3 separate regions of the Gossypium hirsutum genome follow, and regions 2 and 3 are each linked to region 1. The links are chromatin contacts, called in public Hi-C maps. All regions are on one chromosome and are shown on one strand. Each heading gives the region's core, a stretch centred on a gene start, on an enhancer-like site or on the middle of the called end of the contact. The rest is flanking DNA. Distances are from core to core; before and after follow the strand shown. Region 1 holds the start of LOC107922203 (F-box protein SKIP28). Region 2 holds the start of LOC107920937 (protein PLANT CADMIUM RESISTANCE 2). Region 3 holds the start of LOC107922091 (plant UBX domain-containing protein 2).

What was found. A called contact is a pair of places that touch in the nucleus more often than the background predicts.
Region 2: a contact with region 1 is called in a Hi-C map of leaf, with 3 times the contacts expected there. The contact joins the promoter of LOC107920937 here to the promoter of LOC107922203 in region 1. A contact is called at or near these places in 15 of 34 Hi-C or Micro-C datasets (anther, callus, fibers and 3 more).
Region 3: a Hi-C map of leaf shows a contact between it and region 1, with 3 times the contacts expected there. The contact joins the promoter of LOC107922091 here to the promoter of LOC107922203 in region 1. A contact is called at or near these places in 13 of 34 Hi-C or Micro-C datasets (anther, callus, hypocotyl and 2 more).

Annotation. Positions count from the first base shown.
Region 1 is chrD01:45,397,657-45,401,955 of Gossypium_hirsutum_v2.1, reverse strand. LOC107922203 (F-box protein SKIP28) reads left to right here and starts at 2,928. Exons shown (of 4, transcript XM_016852097.2): 1 at 2,928-3,025; 2 at 3,103-3,422; 3 at 3,593-4,299.
Region 2 is chrD01:45,552,250-45,557,044 of Gossypium_hirsutum_v2.1, reverse strand. It overlaps LOC107920937 (protein PLANT CADMIUM RESISTANCE 2), which reads left to right and starts at 3,004. Exons shown (of 4, transcript XM_016850770.2): 1 at 3,004-3,364; 2 at 3,511-3,582; 3 at 3,665-3,877; 4 at 3,972-4,196. The coding sequence starts at 3,187. The coding sequence ends at 4,057. It overlaps LOC107920936 (protein PLANT CADMIUM RESISTANCE 2), which reads left to right and starts at 4,492. Exons shown (of 4, transcript XM_016850768.2): 1 at 4,492-4,795. LOC107920964 (a long non-coding RNA gene) reads right to left here and starts at 1,080. Exons shown (of 2, transcript XR_001690841.2): 1 at 666-1,080; 2 at 70-356.
Region 3 is chrD01:45,209,861-45,214,490 of Gossypium_hirsutum_v2.1, reverse strand. It overlaps LOC107922091 (plant UBX domain-containing protein 2), which reads left to right and starts at 1,314. Exons shown (of 5, transcript XM_041086535.1): 1 at 1,314-2,247; 2 at 2,909-3,649; 3 at 3,840-4,630. The coding sequence starts at 3,885. LOC121213660 reads left to right here and starts at 573. Exons shown (of 1, transcript XM_041086536.1): 1 at 573-1,277. The coding sequence starts at 741. The coding sequence ends at 1,133.

The DNA of each region.
Region 1 (4,299 bases), core at 1,679-4,178:
TTTCGACGATTAATCGACCCATTAGGATTTTTTATTTTGAAAATTCATTTGCATCCAATTGCTTTCCGGCCAGGAGGTAGAGAAACCAGCTACCAGGTAGAGTTGGCCATTAAAGCATCAAATTCAACTTGAACTGAAATTTCCACTCCTTATGAGCAAGCACTTCCTCAACAGACCGAGGCTCAAAATCTACAACGTCGACTGACAAAGATTTAGGCTTAAAAACTCCTGCCTTAGACCAAGTAACCATAGCATGAGTATTCCCTATAGGTAGAGAAGAAACAATCGGAGACACACTGGATAGACTAGTATCTGTAGATGATCTTGAAAGACAAAACTCCCTTATATTATTTCCACACTCAGCTTGTGAACCAACTGAGACAGACTCACTAGGACGACACACATTAGGAAGCTTTACCGGAGCGGATGTATCAGCATTACAACCTGAACTAGGAGACAGAGATGTAGTCGGTGATGGAGCAATTATGTTACCGGGTTCTGCAGTAGTCATAATTGAAGAGTTCCTCACAACAGGAACATATGTGGGAGAGTGAGAAGAGATTTGAACAATGGGAAGAACGGACGAAAATAAAAATCAACATTCATCAAACACAACATGATAAGAAACAACTAACTTGCCCTCTGGTGTGGGCAACCAATTACTAAGATGTACAGCACTGCAGAATGCATATCCCCAATACTTCATAGGTAGACTAGCCTGAGCCAAAAGTGTAAGACCAGTTTCCACAATGTGACTGTGTTTGTGCTCAGCAACACCATTTTGTTCTGACGTATGTGGACAAAAAAGACGATGAAGAATCCCAAGACTAACTAGAACTAAAGCAAAAGTACGAAACTCACCTCCCCAATCACTTTGAAATTTCTTAATAGTCTTTCCAAAATGAGTATTGACCATCTTCTGAAACTAAAGAAAACAGTTAATTGCTTGAGATTTACGTTTAATCAGATAAATCTAAGTAAACCGACTACACATGTCAATTAACAAAATGTAATACAGATTACTGCTACAATCAACAGAAGCTGGTCCCACAAATCAGAGACAACCAATTCAAACAACTCCATATATTCAGTGGTAGAGTGTGAGAAGGGCAACTTATGTTATTTCCCTTTTTGACAAGCAACAAAAACATTATCAAGGCATTTTTTATTCAAAACAATTTGACGCTTGTTAAGTACAAGTTTAACAACTTCAGCAGAAGGGTGACCAAGCCTTTTATACCTTAGTGAGAAAACATCATCATTATTCAATCGGCCACCTAGAACCCCAGTGTTATTAGTAGAAGGAATTGAATCAGAAGGAATAGATGAACCAGCTAAAAATTGGTATAAACCATCACGAACTCGGCCCCGCAGTACAATTACCTGTGTTTGGATGTCCTTAACAACACAATAAAAAGGGGTGAAATTCAAAAAATACATTGTTGTCGACAGCAAATTGAGAAACAGACATATGATTCTTTTGAATACTCGGCACACACAGAACATTAGAAAGGTGTAATAACTTCTTGTTTATTAGTAGAACAATATCCCCAACAGACGAATTTTTAATGGGAGCCCCATTTCCCATTAAAAGTGAAGAATTACCTATATATGGAGTAGCGGCATTCAAATCAGATGCATTTTGACAGACATGATGAATGACCCCTAAATCTGGATACCATGATGAGGTTCCTATCGGCATAGGAGTAGACGAGTTAGTATTACCAAAATCAGAATCATACTGTGTGGCATACGAAAATCAGACGCACGAAAATCAGGAATTCGTGGTAGGTAAACACACTGTGAGGAACCAAAATCAAAAACACGTACTCGTGGTTTAGTCTGCCACAGAACTTCAGAAGTATTATTGGGTATGGAACCTTCAACAAAATTAGCATTAGGCCCAAGTGAACGGGGCCCAAAATTTTAATTAGCATTGACCAACCCAAAATTTTGATTAGCATGGACTGACCCACTGGGCAGCCCATTATTTTGACCACTAATCGGCTCAAATTTCGATCCATTATTTTGGCCACTAACAAATTCAAAATTTTGGCCTGCACTTGGTCTAAACCACGGCCCACACAGATGCCCAAAATTCTGGCTTGCACTTGCTCTAAACCACGGCCCACATGAATGCCCATAATTCTGGCCTGCACTTAGTTCCACAAGATTCGGCCTATGCAGCACATCAGAAGGCCCAACAGATTGCTGACCCAAGACACGCCCAAACTCACCTTGCATATGACGTCCAGCAGCCACACCATAAAGATCAAATGGGCCATCATTAGACCCAAACCCAATTCCATACTCAGCCATATTAGGATGACGATAGAAAGAAGCAACCCTAGCTTACGGCGGCCAACGTTGATTTTGAAAACCCCCCAAAAGATTCTCTCCAGAACCCGAATCACCATAAACACCACCCTGTAGCTTTCGACCACCATATGCAGAGGAGGAAGCTCGCACCGTATTGGAAGCATTTGGACCACCATAAGTACGGTTAAAGCGATAGAAACAACACTGAGCCAAATGACCGAACCTACTGCAGATCTGACACTGCACTCTCAATCGGAAACCAAGGCCATGTGAACGCCCTTCATGCACATCGCGCGACGAACCTGAGTCAACCACCGCGGCAACCAAAGGTTGTTCAACAAGGTGGGCTTGCATCGGAACCTCACGCGCCACCTGCAACTGTCGACTCTCAAACTCCAAGAGAACGTCGACTAGACGCTGAAAAGGAAGCGTCTCCATCAAGAATGAGGCTAGGGTCAACACGATATCAAAGTCTACCGAAAGACCGGCCAAAACAACTTCTACCTTTTCGGCTTCTGACATTGTCGATCCAGAAGCTGCAAGTAACGCACAAACATTTTCTATCTTTGCAACATATTCTCTGACAGTTAATTCGCCCTTTTTTATAGAATGCAGATCATGCTTAACACGAGAGATTTTCGCACCAGTAGAAACTTCAAATAGCCGATTTACGGTGCTCCAAATTTCACACGCAGACTTAGCAAAGGTAAAATACGACAAAATCAATGAACTTATAGTGGAAAGAAGCCAAGATGCTAACAGTTTATCCTGTTAATTAAACAGAGATGCGTCTGGATTTGGAAGAAGCGTACTTTCTGAAGATGCAACAAATTGAGATGGAGCAGCCAATGTGCCCTCCAAGAACCCCTGCAGCTCATATCCCTCTATTATGAGTCGGATATGTTGCTGCCATTGAACAAAGCTCCTCTCCTCTAACTTTACCGTATCACGACGAGGGAAAGATTGAACCAAACGAGCACTTGAAAACGACGAACTCATAGGATCAGCAGAGTTAGAATCGGTTGACGGTGCCATCACGCGAATAATGGAAGCACTCGCCAGGATTAGGCGACTGATACCATTTAAGATACTACACAAAATAGGTATAAATAGAAAAATGAAGTATAGAAGAATTCTTTAGTCATATTATCTTGATCTTAAATGAATACACTGATGACGTTTTATACACATATGAGAACCAACTGCCTAATGAACTGGTTAATAGATTTTGTAACAACCTATCAAACTAACCATTTTAACAACTGTTTAACAGAGAGAAAGAGTTTATTTACTGAGGACATCCAATGCAAAAGTTATAGCAGGCGGTGTCGATGAATCACCGGTGGCTGAAAAAGGTCATTTTGTCATCTACACAGCAGATCAAAAGCGGCATCATGTGCCCTTGTCATATCTCAGCAACAACATATTTGTTGAACTCTTAAAGCTTTTCGGAGGAAGAGTTTGGTCTATCAAGTCATGGTCCTATAATGTTGCCCTGTGATTCGGCCTTGCTTGAATACATGATCTTCATTGTTGGACAAGGGTTGGATAGACACTAGGAGAAAGCTCTACTTAGGTCCATATCTCCAAGTTGCTACTCCCTTTGCACATCTTTCCATCAAGGACAGACAGGTCAACAGTGACTTGTTTGTGGATGGTGAAAAACTTACAGTTGAAAAATGTAAATGATTGAAACTACCATAGTGTAATTATAGAAGGTGTTTAACACAACAATCTTAAGATCAGATTATAATCCGTAACATTTGTTTTAGTTTAATGTTCCATTTTTTCTTAAAACTAACAAAAAAAAAACTTAGTTGTATGGTTGAATTTAAAGCTAGTCAACTATGGAGCAAATCCTTAGAGGGCAAGAAAAATGGAATACATATTTTGACAAACTCACAATTGAACCCCTTCTTCCCTCCTGTCAACATCTTCATTTTACTTCTCCTTTAGTTTAGGGCATATTTTGGTCGCTTA
Region 2 (4,795 bases), core at 1,755-4,254, 160 kb before region 1:
GTATTTATTTAATCCAGATATAATCATTTCTATTTTGTATAGGTTAGCACAATTTATGAACATGAAAACTATCTGTAACCTGTTCTGGTTACAATGAAATAGAGATTTGAATAGATCAGTGTAATAGGCCAATTTTGGCCTGGCTAAAGCAAAACAAATAATTAACAGCCCATTACTTAATGAGCCCAAACGGTAGCCTGAAATCAATAGCAGAGGAAGGATCGAGAAGCCCTAGTGCATGTTTCAGTGGCGCCGCAATCATCGGGTCCTCACCGCGCGTGTGTGCCAGCGATTGTCACTTTCCACGCACGTCGTGCAAGCCTCCACGTCGCATGCCTCTTCCACGACCTCTGCACCTGCGAAAAAACAAATGAAAACAGCAAACAAATAGTGTATGACGGGAATAGCAGTGAAAAAAAATAATAGTAGAATATAAGGCGAAATTAAATCAGCAAAGGAGAGGGGACGAATATTGTATCAAGGAGAATAAAATTTTGTATTGAAAAGATTATTGAGAAAACAAAAACAAAGAATAAAAAAAAACAAATTTGAAGGTAATTAGTTGGTTCCGTTTTTCTTTTCTTTTTACTTTTTTGTTCTTTTTATTTTCTTTCTTGTTTTTAAAACGAATAAGCGAAGCAAAGAAGAAAGGGAAAAGTTCTTACCGGTGGCAGTGCGCCGTCGAGGTGCTGTCGTTGGTGTGGCCGATTGGAAATGGAATTGGAACGGTAGAGAAAGGGAGCCACAGCGCAGCTTCAAATGGCAGAAAGGGGAAATGATTTAGGGTTTTTAAAAGTGGGATTTATAGGGTTTAAAACGGTGTCGTTTAAGCCTGTAACCCGTGTGACCCAACCCAGAACCCGACCAGACCCGCGTTTTTTACTGCACTGGTTTATTTGCGCGATTAGTCCCCTTGTTTCATAATGTGTCTAAATTAATCTTTTTATTTCTTTTAAATTTTTCTGCGTGTTTTATTACTGTTTCAATTTGGCCCATGTTGCTGCGTAGCGTGTTGGAGGATGGGGTTAATTTCCCTTTTGGTCCTCCACTGTTAATTGCGTATTCTATTTAGGCCATTTGCATTTTATTTATTTCAAATTTGCCCTAAACTTCTGTTTTAAGTTTAAATTAGTCATTTTATTATTATTGCTATTAAATTAATTATTTTCAATAGCATTATCATTATTATTATTATTATTATAGTTATATTATATATTATTATTATTATATCTACACGCATATGTATGTTAATATATATATGTATATATTTTAAACGTTTTTTAATACATAGGCATATTATGTATATATTTTATTATTATTTTATTTTCATAGTTTTTATATATTTTATATACATTTATATTTTATAATTTTTATATTTTCATATTTTATAATTTATATATGTTCATACATTCTTTGTAATATATATATGTACTTTTTAGAATTATCATAAGTTTTTTTTTGTTATTATTTTGTTTTGGTGTATTTCATGTTTTTATATATGTATATATATATATGCTTGTTTTAATATATGCATATACATGTTTTCAAAATTTATTTATGTATTATACTTATATTTTGAAAATACATATATACATATAATTTAAAGTAAAGTATTTGTTTCATATCGCATTAACATTTTTTTAACATATCTTTTAAAAAATACATATTTTGGTTTTGATAAAACATTAAAATCATTTTCTTTTGATTCAAAGACTTTTAAAATAAAAGCGATATTCAAAGTTTGGGATTTTTGAGGAAATTGAGCCCTAACGTATTGGGTTTCGATTTTCTTTGTTAATTCCAAATAATTGAGAATATTCATTATTCAAAATGTATAAGTAAAAATCATTTTTGGGAACTTAATTTGTTGTGTCCTAACGTATTGGGCATGACATAATTGCTTTCTCGAGATGAAGATTTACTTATAAAGTAAAAGTGATATTCAAAGTTCGGGGATTTAGAGAAATTGTACCCTAGCGTATTGGGTCTTAATTTCTTTGTCTGACTTGAATAATTGATTATCCTTTTCAGATTTCAATATTTGAGTTTAACAAAATCTTTTTAATTTTCGACACTAAGACATTAAATAGTCAATTTGGTACCGATTTTGGGCGTTACGAGGGTGCTAACCCTTCTTCATGCGTAATTGACTCCCGAACCTATTTTCTTAAAATTTGCAGACCAGAATCGTTTGTAAGGTGAGCCGGTCACACCTCAATAAAGGATCGGTGGCGACTCAAATTCTTGTTTTTTAAAGTCGATAACTAAATTTTAGTTTTCAAAAAATGGTTTCTGCAAATTTAATTTTGTTTTTATTCCTAAGATTTTGTATTTGGTGGATTGGAAATTTAGTGTTGATCGTAGAGATATAGGCTTGAAATCTCTGATAGACTTAGCAAAAGAGAAAGCTAACTGCTAATCGCTTGCTTTAGTAATAAAATGAAACCACATTCTTTACTAAATAGTTGAATTTGAGTAAAATTAATTTTACTTTTAAGTGAAATAAAAAATTAAATTTTAATTATGATTATTATTTTAATAAAATATTTAAAATTTATATAAATATATATACTAAATATTTATAAATTTTAATTGAATGTATATTCACAAACCAACTGAATCTAAAATCTTTATCCTTATCCATGGTTCCTCATCTCTCAGTTCATTGGTTTCATGTTTTAAAACAAAGGAAGATCAAATACTGTCAAGAAATAAGAAGTGTTGCAGCAAACTGGTGGTTAAAATTGTTATATTCTGTTAGCAGTTAAACCTTCTGTTACAATGTCAGTTGATGTGTACTTCAGTATAATGTGAAGATTAGCTCTGTTGTTGGGTTTCATCGGTGGCGGCTTATTGTAGCAGTCGCTTTATTTGACTTGGTCTTGCTGACGTCAGCTTCCTTTCATTTCTACGAAATTTGGTAGAAAGGTCAGCTTGTGTGCATTTATGATACGATGGAAATTGGTTTTTATTTTTTCTCAACGCGCCAAACGATATTCTGACAATTCCTAGATTTATTTGAGGACGGTTTATGTGGTGAAAGCGTGTTGTTTGTGTTATTTCTTCTTGCTTCAACTTTCTATATATAAACATAAACATAAACCTGTCGTCTTTGTTTTCCCTGGTAGCCTTCAACTTTATTTTTCCTGCAGGAAGTTAAGTCTGAAGAACACAACATCTGCAGTCATGACCAAATACCCCACGAACCAATCAACCTCCGCAAATCCTCATCACTTTGTGCAAGAAGCTCCAGTAACTGGTGTTCCCATTAACCCCCAATATCCTCAGCAAAATTACACGCAACCGCCTAGGAACGTCCCTTGGTCCACCGGACTCTGTGATTGCTGCTCTGATCTGCCTAACTGTAAGCTTTTCCTTTCTATTAAACCTCTCATCCTTTTTTGTTCCTGTCTAAACCCAAAATAGTCTTTCTTTTTGAGATTTTAAGTTGGACTCTCATCATTGTTTTTTTTTTTTTTGTACTTACTTTATTTAATTGAATTTTTACAGGTTGCCTCACATGTTGGTGTCCTTGCATCACTTTTGGACGAATTGCTGAGATCGTCGATCATGGATCGACCTGTAAGTTTTTTTTTTGGGATTGAATAAGATGCAAGTTATGAAGAAGAAAGGGCGGTGGGTTAATATGTAAAAAATGGTGCAGCATGCGGAGTAAGTGGAGCACTGTACGCATTAATTGGAATATTGACGGGGTGTCCTTGCATATACTCCTGTGTCTATCGTTCCAGGATGAGGAGTGAATACATGTTGGAAGATAGGCCTTGCAACGATTGCTGCCTTCATTTTTGCTGCGAGGCCTGCGCCTTGTGTCAAGAATATCGCGAGCTCAAAAACCGTGGCTTCGACATGTCTCTTGGTACTATTTTTTGTTTTTTTTTTTTGAAGAAAAGAAATACTTTATTTTAAATTTTCACTTAATTCCATGCATTTCCATGGTTTGGAATATGTAGGATGGCATGGAAATATGGCGAGGCAGCAAAATCAAGGCCTCCAAATGCCATCGGCTCCGGTGATGGAAAGTGGCATGAAAAGATAATTTCATCTATATTTTGGATGGTTCTCGATGATATTTATTTTATTATTGTTATTATTCATGTGATGCCACTGTGGCTCCAATGATGGAGAAGTGGCATGGAATGATATTCTCACCTATATTTCGGACGGTTTTCGATTAAGTCTTTCATTTGATGTGAGTGTGGCTGAGTGTCGTCATTATATATTAAATTACATTAGCTGCGATGAAATATCACATGTTTTTTTTAAAAAAAAAATTAAAATATCTATATATAAGCATTTCATTACTTTGGGCAACCGGTTTGCCATTACCTCAAATAAAACCTACTCAAAATTGCATACAGCCTGCTGGGATAGTCCCTTGGTACAATAAATTTGATAAAATAGATAAACGGGAATTAATTTATATTTAATCTAAATAAAAAAAATATTGGGAATTGAAAGAAAAAGAAATTTAAAAAAATCTAGCTGTAAATATTTTATTATTTCCTTCATTAATTAAATATAGATTTTAAAGTTAAGCAAAAAGAAACCATTTTGGTTGTAATTAGGTTGTCATGGTTTGGTAAACAAAACAGGTGATTTTAGAATATGTCAAAGGTGGTAAAATGTTTGGTGATTTAACTGAAAATTACATACAAAAAGGCTCGGCATATTTGGTTAGAAATGGGTGTAGATTAATTAAAGACAGTCAGCAGACTTATCTTGCAAAGTTTCAATATAAACCCATTTCTCTTCCTCATTTCGTGCCTCTTTTGGT
Region 3 (4,630 bases), core at 65-2,564, 190 kb after region 1:
TCAAGTACCCAATTGAGTGCAAAAAGAAGTAGGGCTTAATTGCTTTTATTTTTGAAAAGGTTTAAGGGCCTTTTTGATACATTTTAAAAATTTTTGTATTTTTGTATATTTGGAATTTAATTTTTATAATTTTATTTTCAGAAATTTAATCCTTTTACTTTTTGAATTTAAAAATATAGATCCATTAATTAACATCATTATAATTCTTGTGTTAAATTTATTAAAAATTATTCATTTGATATTCATGTAACAAAAAATGAAATTGTAATTGATCTAAATTTAATAAAAAATTTAAGGGGGTTAAAAATTCTTAAAATCTCACATAACATTTTAGTAAAAATAAAGAATTTAAACTACCAAATGAAATAGTAAATTATATTAAAATTAAATTTTAAATATAAAAATCAAGAGCCATAATTTTTTTATATATTATAGTATAGATATTTTGAAAATTTGTATGACAATATATAAACATGTTAAATTTGAGTTGAAAAAAATAATGTTGAGAAAATAATCGGGCCAAATCCGAATAAATAAAAGCCCATTTTTTAAAATCTGCCATCTGTACGATGAAGTCATAAAATAATAAATTAAAAAAATAAAATAAATCCATTTTCTGCCCTCCTTCCTCGCTAAGAAAAGCACATATACAAAAACCAAACCCCCAGTTTACAAAGCTCAAAATCAAAAAACCTAAGTCAGATCTAACAGTTTTTTTGTCAAAATTTCCCGCAAAAGATATGGCTCTAGAATGGGTAGTGCTAGGCTACACCGCCGGCGCTGAAGCCATCATGTTGCTCCTCCTCACAGTTCCAGGCCTTGACGGACTCCGCAAGGGCTTGATCGCCGTCACACGTAACCTCCTCAAGCCCTTCATGTCGGTGGTTCCTTTCTGCCTCTTCCTCCTCATGGATATATACTGGAAATACGAGACGCGTCCTACCTGTGACGCCGATTCCTGTACCCCTTCCGAATATCTCCGTCACCAGAAATCCATCATGAAGAGCCAGCGCAACGCGCTTCTCATCGCTGCAGCTCTTATTTTGTACTGGCTTCTTTACTCTGTTACTAACCTTGTTGTTAAGATCGAGCAGTTGAATCAGCGAGTTGAGAGGCTTAAGAATCGCGATTGAGATAAGTGCTGCGAATTTTAGATCTGTTGTATTTGGGCTACTTCTTTTTCTTTTCTTTTTAATAATCTTTTTGTTTGAATTTCATCTCTGATGTGTTTGGATGATTTGAGAGATTTATCTTGAAAGAATTATATGTTGTTATTATTGCATCTCTGTTATTCAATTTACGATTTGATTAAAAAAAAGTTGGGGTTTGGTTCAAGTTATCGCTATTGTTTCAATATTGACAACTGCTTTTGGAGTTGAAATTTAGGATTTAGTATCCAATTAGAACAAGTTGATTATCGTTTGGAACTTGGTTATGCAAGGCAACATGATGATCGAATGGACATAATTGAAGCTGTGATATCCAATGCCTCAAATTGTATACTTACCCTATAGCTTTCTACATTGGTACAGCGTTATATCATTCTCTAGTAAAACGTTTGAAATATGGATTTGAAGCTAGGGCAATAATTTTTCTATACCTATTCGATGCTCTAGAAGGACGATTGCCTTACGGTAACCATTCATTCTTGAACGCCAATTTAGCTTCAATTCTTTACTGGTAAGCTCGTTATCTTTGGAGTTTTAAGCACTTGAAGTTTGTGGGCGAACTTTTTTTTTCCAATTTTTGAGTTCATCACTATATTATCTTGGACCTTACGATCATCCATTCATGAATCATGATGAGATTTTAATCAAAGATTCTGTAGCTACTGACCCTGATTGAACCTCAGTACTTCCAAGAAGGTGAGCTTACAGCTTGGGTGCTGAACCCTTTGGCCGAAGCTTTGATTCCCTTTCCGATGCCTCACTTATTCTGGTAAAACTATAATTGATCCCTTAATATATGGATGAGATCATTTTGACTGCCCATGGTGCAAGGAGATGTCGGAATCTCGAACAGCAGCATAATGATCGGCGGAAGAAGGAACAAAATGTTTCCAGTGGCAAAACCGATCTTCTCTCGGTTACTACTACTATCTTTGATGGTTTGTTGTTGGGGGTGGTGGGGGGGGGGATATGAAATGAACTTTAAATTTGACAGGCAAGTTTGCTAGAACCTTGTGGAACACGGCAAATGAACGATTCTTTTCTAGGGGACCTTGGCTCCTCTTGTTCATTTAATAAGGTAGAAGTTTAATAAGGTAGAAGTAGGGGTGTTCATTCGGTTAACCGACCGGTTAACCGATCCGAAATAGCATTAACCGAATTAACCGATCTTTCAAAATTTTTAACCGTTAACAAAACCGAAATTTTTTCAAAAAAATTAACCGAACCGAAATTTTTTCGGTTAATTCGGTCGGTTAACCGAATTAACCGAAAATTATATGTTTTTTATTTTTGGTTAAAAATTAACCGAATTAACCAAATTAACCAAATTACCCGAATTAACCGAATTACTCGAATTAACCGAATTACTCGAATTAAATCATACATAATTAAATTATTTTTTAGACTTTTATACTTTAGTTTTAGTTTTAGAATTTTATTTTTATTTATTAAATTTTTTGTAATTTTTATGATTGGGTTGGGTTGAGTAATTGGGTTGGATTGAATACTTGGGTTTGAAGTGGGTTTAGGTGAATAGTGGGCCTATTTATATATTATAATTTTATTTATTAATTTTTTCGGTTAACTGACCGGTTTCGAACCGAATTAACCGTTAACCAAAAAATTAAAAAATAATTAACCGACCCCCGACCGAAAAATTTCGGTTAACCGATCGATTAATCGAATTTGGTCGGTTAACCGAATTTTTTCGATTTTACCCGAATTTTGCACACCCCTAGGTAGAAGGTGCCCAGTTTGAGAAGGGCATGACTTGGGCTTTGCGGAGACTGAAGTGGAAGTTGGAACTTCGGATTCAAACTCCAAGCAAAGATCTCTTCCTTTTGGGAGTGAGATTGAAGCACATATGTACACGGCCATTGGAGGTCTCGACTAGAGCTTTGACAGTCTAGGGTTGGCTTAGATGTACATTGTAAATGAGTTAAATTTTACTGGGATGCGCACTTCTTTACGTTTATATATTCAAATTCTTCTCTTTGGTGATTTTTTCATTTCAATTTCAATTTCAACTTCAAAGTGGATGGAAACATTCTGCGTATTCAAAGCTCTAGGGATTGGCAATAAGCTAATGAGTGGATGAATCATGAATGTGAATATACAGATTAATTGGAGGAAAAGTTAACGTAGTGGATTGGAAACTCGAAAAGGCTTGGTCTGATTGTTCGACTTGGGTCGAGTTACAAAAAAAAATGGGGACAAAAATCTTGAGTAGACAATAGGCAAAACATTCAACGTTTGAAGTATTAATATAATGGTTAACTAAAAAAAGTATGGGTATTGTACGTGGTGGAATGTTATTGGTTTAGATAAGCGAGAAAGAGGGCGTGTATTTGGTTATGAACAATTCAAAGTGTGGGTGGGGTCCATTGTCCGTTTCATCTGCCAATTACATCTACCTATTATTAACAGTTACGACATCAAAAAAATTCTGTTATCGACAAAAGACCAACTGATCCTCCGAGGTAAGGTAAGGTAAACCCTCTTTGTTCTTATTTCTTCATTGTTGATTTTCTCAGTCTGCTATAACTTTTTATAATTCTAATTTCCCTCACTCATTTCTTCGGCATCAATTTACTTCCTTCATTACCTTTTTTTGTTTCCTTCCTAATCTTCTTCTTTGTTGTTATTGATATTGCTCTTATTCATATTCAGTTTGGAGCTTCAAACCAAAAAGGACATTTACCCAGAGAAATAATAATGGATGAAATGAAAGGCAAATGGAGTGGATTCATGAAGAAAGTCAACAACCAATTTTCATCATCTGGGAATTTCAAGGGGCAAGGTCGAGTCTTGGGTTCCTCTTCTTCTGGACCCGTTAACCCCATCCTTACCCGTCCCTCCCCACCTCACACCCCTTCTCCCAAGCCTATTCCTCCCTCATCTTCTTCCTCCTCTTCCACTTCCAAGCCTTCTTTGCCCTCTAAATCTTCAAATTCCGATCAAAACACGCCCAGCAATCCTGAACCACCTCAGAAGCCGGAAAATGGGTTCGACCCTTACGGTTCATTGATCACTTCTAGCAAGGTATCCAAAAATGGATTCACCTTGAATATGTTTGAGTGTCCGATTTGTGGCGCTCCTTATGTGTCTGAGGAGGAGGTATCTAAACATGTAGAAACTTGTATTGAGATCAATTCATCCGATAGAGAAGGCGGTGACACAGATACGGGATTGAATGAGAACGAGTTACAAGAGTCGTCAGGGATTGAATTGAAGGTTTGCATTGGTTCATATATTTCCGGGAACCCACCAGACGGATCAGTTCAGGTTTTTCTTAGGTTGTTGAGGAACATAGTTAAGGAACCTGGGAATGACAAGTTCAGGAAGGTTCGGATGAGTAATCCAAAGATAAGGGAAGCAATTGGCGAGGTCTCTGGAGGAGTTGAGCTGTTGGAGCTTGTTGGATTTGTGTTGAAGGAAGAAGGAGGGGAAATGTGGGCAGT